2 separate regions of the Muntiacus reevesi genome follow, and region 1 is linked to region 2. The links are chromatin contacts, called in public Hi-C maps. All regions are on one chromosome and are shown on one strand. The core of a region is the stretch at or near the end of the contact, and the rest is flanking DNA. Distances in the headings are between cores, read along the strand shown.

Region 1 (2,700 bases), core at 36-2,535, 140 kb before region 2:
ATGGGGCCCCCTCATTTATATCAATCACTGGATGAAGATGGAAGTCCTTTTATGTTTCTTTCTGGAGGACAGGTGGATTCTCTTGCTTTTATTTAAGAATTCCTTGAGAATTGCAGAGAGAGAAACAAACCTATTGGACGCTTGCAGGCAGAACTCCCGTTCATCTTTGTACCATCGTAGGCCAGTGGAACACACAGTCACAGGCACTCGGTGTCAGACAGTACTTGCTTACCGGAGGAAGAAAGGAGCAGGCAAATATGTTAAAAAGATGACAAGCAATTTTGGACTGTATTTCACCTTCCGGTTGCTAACCCCTCATCAAGTAGGGGAGAAAGGAGTTGACTTCTGGCTGGCCTCCCTGGAAATGACTCCGAAAACCAAAAACAAACTGGATGCAGGGGTTTGGCTGGAGGGAGAACGTTTCTGCACGAGGAGGGCGAACACAGAGATGTACGGAAGAGCACGGGGGGTTCGATAAAGGGTCCCAGGTAAAGGACCAGAGGAGGCCCCGAGGGCTGCAATGAGGAGTTAACAGTTTGATCTGATGATCCCTGATAGCGGCTAAAATTGACCTGAAGCTCTTTACAGGGATTCTCTAGGTAGGTTCTCCGCCGGGAGGTGGCGGTGTGGTAGTGTGCGAGGACCCGGGCGCGTTCAAGTTCAAGTTCCCGGTCCGGAGAAACCTTCGCGACATTGTTTCCTTTATCGCTTAAAAGAGCCCAGCTGCAACGCCGGGGCGCCCGGGCGCGGGCCGCAACCGCGTCCACACGGGGCCCCAGCTCGTCCGGCGCGGCGGGGGCTCGGGATGGGGAAGGGTCTGCCCGCGCGCGCCAGGGAGGGGAGGGCTGTGTTTTCTTTTCTTTCTTCCCGGTCTCGGCGGCGGGGGTGCGGGGGCAGCGACGCGCCGCCCGCTCCGCCCATTCGGAGGAGACGTCGCGCTTCTGAGTGGCTGCAGAGCACCCCCCCGGCCCCGCGTGCGTCCCGGCTGCCGGCCCCCGCCCCTCCGCCGCGCCCCCAGCCCGCCTCGGCCGCCGAGCGGGTCCGCCCCTCCCCTCTCCTCCCCTCCCTGCCCCGCCCCTGCCGCTCCCTCGCCCCGCCCCCGCCGCGCGGGCCCCGCCCTCCCCTCCAGCTCCCTCGCCCCGCCCCCTGTCGCGCGGGCCCCGCCCTTCGCCCCGCCCCCGCACCTCCCGCACCTCCCTTCCCCTCCTGCCCCGCCCCCGCCCGCTCCCTCGCCCCTCCCCCTCCCCTCCCCTCCCCCTCCCCCGCCCGCCCGCCCGCCCGCCTCCGCCCGCCGCCCCGGCCGCGTCGGGTAAACCTGTTTGGCGGCCGCGCCGGGGCGGATCGTGCGGCCGGCGGCTCCCTCGCGGCTCGCGGCGTCGGGGCCCGTGGCGCGCGCGCGGCCGCCCCTCTGCCCCGGAGCCCCTCGGCGGCGCCACCATGTACTCGGGAGCCGGCCCCGGTGAGTCCGCGCGCTCCTCCCCGCGGCGGTTGGCGGGCCGGTTGCGAGCGCGGCGCGGGCGGGCGACCGCGGGCCGAGGGATCGGGGGGCCCGGGGGTCGGGGGGCTGCCGGCCGTTCCCTCGGTCCCAGGGCGGACACGCGGTCCCAGCCTCCTCCTCGGGCCCGAGTCGTCGGGGCGCCCCGCGCGGCCTGGGCCCTCCCCGCGCCCCGTCTCCGCCGCGGCCCGGCGGGCTGGGACCGGGCCGGAGCGTGGACTGGGCCAGGCGGCCCGCGTGTAGGCCTGAGGCCCGGGCACCCGCCTGCCCGGCCTCCTGCGCCCGGCGCCTGGGCGCCTGGGCCCCTGCGCCGCGCGGGGCCGGCGGGGCAGAGGCCGGGGCCGCGCTCAAAGCGCCCGGGGGCGGAGAGGCCCCGGCCGGGGGCGCCGAACTCGGGGTGCGGGCGGCGCGGGGAGGAGCGCGGCCGTTGGGCGCAGACCGAGCCGCGGCGAGCCTGGAGCGCTCTCAGTTTCGTTTTTCTTTCTGCCAGCACTTCTGCGGCCCCTTCTCCTAAGGAAAGTCTGGAAATGCTGAATTTTGGCCAATTCTTGCTGGTAGTTAGGACCGCGGACAGAGAGGGATAGGAAGGCGCCCTAAAACCCTAAACCTGCGCGCGCCTCATTTTTATTCCAGACACACAGGCTCCTTATTCAAGTGTTAATTGCCTTTTACAATCTACTAGAGGAAGGTGAGGGGATGTGCTGATTTCCTTAGCGTCTTTTCTCACTAGCCAGCCTCCCTCTCTTTAGAAAAGTTCTGAAAAACTTAGAGCAGTAACACATTTTTTAAAGAACTTTTTTGGGGGGATGCAGAGTAGACGGGCGATTAACTTGCTGGGCCAAGAAAATGGTCAAATGTTGTTAGGCTTTTCCCCTTCTCCCGCCGGGCACGTGGCTTCTAAATTTCCCGCTGGCCCTGCCACTTGGACAAGACACATCCTGTCCCCTTTGTCCACCAGGCTCCAGCGGGCTGCAGGCCCTGCCGGCTGGGTCCTGCCTTCTGCGGGCCCTGGCCCTCCCCAGCCTCCTGCCGCTGGGGCTTTGGCGGGACCTGTTGAGGCTCTTCTGATCCATTTGCATCCCGTAACACTTTCTGCTCACAGTCCGGTGCCTTGTCAATACTCACTGTCTTGTTTTCTGATGTCACTTAGTTAGAAAGCTTCTCCAAGGCTGAGCCAGAGCAACTTTTAAATTGCTCTCAGCAAT
Region 2 (2,700 bases), core at 177-2,676:
ATAGCTACCTTGCATGGATCTTAGGAAGACATTGTGTGCTAAACATGGATTTCTATTCCTGGCACATAGACCTCCAATAAAGGGTGGCCTCTTTTAAGGTCTGTTTTCTGTGTTCTTTAACTGTCAACTTGTGCTCTCAGGGCCAAGAAGAAGCCACTCTGGGTAGCTTTATGCAGGGTCCTGGAAACGTTCTCTCAGCCTCTGGGCGCCTGTGTTGAAAATCCTTCCTGGCTGGTGTGCTGGAAATACACTCCATGGGTTTTGCCCTGAAGATGTATTCTGTTTATAATTCATTTCCACTCCTTGGAAAACAATTCAATAAAATGCAATTGGTTTCCCACTGGCCCAGGGCAGGGATGAGGGATAGCATATTATAATTTTTAAAAAATATATAAATAATAAGTCATAAAACAGCACTGGGCACACAGCAGAGTCAATAAATGCTTGCTTGGGTAAAGTAAGTGATGGCTCTGTTTTTCCACGGCTGCTGTACAGGCTGAACTACTCCTGTCCTCCATTACAGTTTTCTTTTTTTTTTCGTTAACTGAAAAAGAAATACATGCATACGGTAAAAAATTCAAACTCAAAAATACACAGGGAAAGGTCTCCCTCATCCTCTTTTTCTCTCAACCCTACAACTGTTGATAATTTGTTGTGTATTTTTCAAACAAGCTACCCACATTCCAAGCTATGTATGTAAACTCCTTTTAAAGTTTTATTTTTTAACCTAGAAGGGTTTAAGTTCTTAAGTGGCTTCTGCCCTACCTAGTCAGCTGTGTGCTGGAACTATGACAGCCGTTCCACACTTCATTCCGAGCCCTTGACGGGACCCCTAGAGTCGGGAGTGGTTTTCCCAGGACGGGTGGGGACCAGGCACCGGTCCTCGGGCGGTCTGCTCCGGGCTCCGGCTCTGACCTCCTCATCCCCGCCCAGCCCCGATGTGTGACCTAGCAGTTTTGTCAGGCCCGGGAGGCACCCTGAGATCGTCTCCCAGCCAGTAAAAGGGGAACTTATTCTCGCCCCAAGGTAGCTCTAAGCATCGCTACCACGCCTGCCGGTGCTTGATCCCGGGAGCTACTGGAAGCCCGGCTCCGCGCAGGGGCTGCGATCGGGATCCGGTAGGGGCTTTGCGGGAGCAGGGGCTGCAGAGGGCCCCACCCTCGAGCTGAAATTTGAGCTGCGCGCCCTGAGAGCCGGGAAAGGGGCGCAGAGGCGGGACTTGACGCCTCCTTTTGGGTGCGCGGCGCCAGGAGTCAAAGTTCTCTCGGTCGCAGCGGCTTCCCTCCCGCCCTCCTCCTTCCGTCTCCCTCCCCTCCCTGCCCCCCAGCGACCACCTCGCTCCCCGCCCCTCCCTCTCGGGCCCCGTGTCGCCCCTAAAACCTGGCGCGGGTCTCTGGGCCCGGAACCGGCCCCGCGCATGCGCAGGGGCGGCGCCGGCCCGGCCGCCAGTCGGAAGCTCCAGCTCCGAGCCCGGGGAGCGGCCGCAGAGGCTGCCCAGCCCCGCCGCCCCTCCCGCCGTTGGCGCCTGCTCCGGGCCCAGGGGCCCCGGCCGCGTAAGTGCAAGAAGGGGGTGCCCCTTGGCGGGGGGCCGGGCCGGCCTCGGCAGGGCTGTCCGTGGGTCACGGCGCGCGCGGGGGCGCCAGGCAGCGTGTGTCCCGCGGAGGGGCTCGACTCCGCCCGCACCTGCCGCGGCCACCTGCCCCGGCCCGGCAGCCCGGCGCCCCCGTCCGCGCCCGCGCCCGTCCCGCCCTGGCCCGCACCTGCCGCCTCTCGGGCCCGGCCCGGCCTCCCCTCCGCGGGCGCCGGCCGTCCCCGGCCCCTCCCCGGCCCCCGCCCCCGCCCCCGACCGGGGGTCTGCGGACGCGGCTGGGACCGGCTCTCGGTTTCCTCTCTTCCTCCATCTCCTCTGGGTTCTAAGTGGCTCAGATCCCGCGCGGTGGCGACAGGCACGTCTCCTGCGGTTGAGCTCCCGAAATTGTTAAGTCCAGCTTCTCTCGGCCGAGTCTCGGAATTGCAGAGCCGGTGCTCGCCTGGTCTCCGCCCCTAGTCCATCTGCCCCGCGCGAACGCCCTTCCACGCGGAGTGTGCTGGTGTCAGGGTGGGATGCCTGTGGATTCCACTTGTTCTTGCAGAGGGATCCATAGTGCCGAAGGTAGGCTCGGGTTAGTTAAAAATGAGCAGAAGGCAAGAGGCTGTGACCTCCTCCTCCCTCTTCTCTGCTCCTCCCCACCCAGTTTAAAGGCAACTGGCGACTTTTAGAAGGTAGTTACCGTCTCTTCCTAGTTCGGCCCAGCTAGTGTTCCCTAGTATGAAATAACAGCACTAGAGACATGATGCTGGAGAACCAGGCATCTTGCAATCCTTAAAGATCCCTTGGCAAGGTTTTTTCTTAAATTGTGGGGCTGTCAAGTGGAATAGAGGGAAAAATAGTTAAGAAATATTTTATCAAGTAACAGCTTTATTGAGAGAATGTTCACATACGGTAAAGTGTACCCATTTAAATTGTACACTTAAGTGGTTTTCAGTGTATTCCCAGTTGTGCAACCATTATTAATCCAGACCATTTTCATCACTTCAGATAGAAATTCCATACCCATTGTCAGTCTCCCCTCCTGCACCCGGAACAGCCACAAATTTACTCTCTGTCTCCAAGGAGTTGCATATTTGGGGCATTTCATGTAAATAGAATCATGCAATATG

Evidence for each region. A called contact is a pair of places that touch in the nucleus more often than the background predicts.
Region 1: a Hi-C map of muscle shows a contact between it and region 2, with 6 times the contacts expected there. The contact joins the promoter of AGO2 here to the promoter of TRAPPC9 in region 2. A contact is called at or near these places in 2 of 3 Hi-C or Micro-C datasets (blood and muscle).

Annotation. Positions count from the first base shown.
Region 1 is chr12:74,757,211-74,759,910 of mMunRee1.1, reverse strand. AGO2 (argonaute RISC catalytic component 2) reads left to right here and starts at 1,285. Exons shown (of 19, transcript XM_065903367.1): 1 at 1,285-1,459. The coding sequence starts at 1,438.
Region 2 is chr12:74,622,116-74,624,815 of mMunRee1.1, reverse strand. It overlaps TRAPPC9 (trafficking protein particle complex subunit 9), which reads left to right and starts at 1,426. Exons shown (of 22, transcript XM_065903184.1): 1 at 1,426-1,553.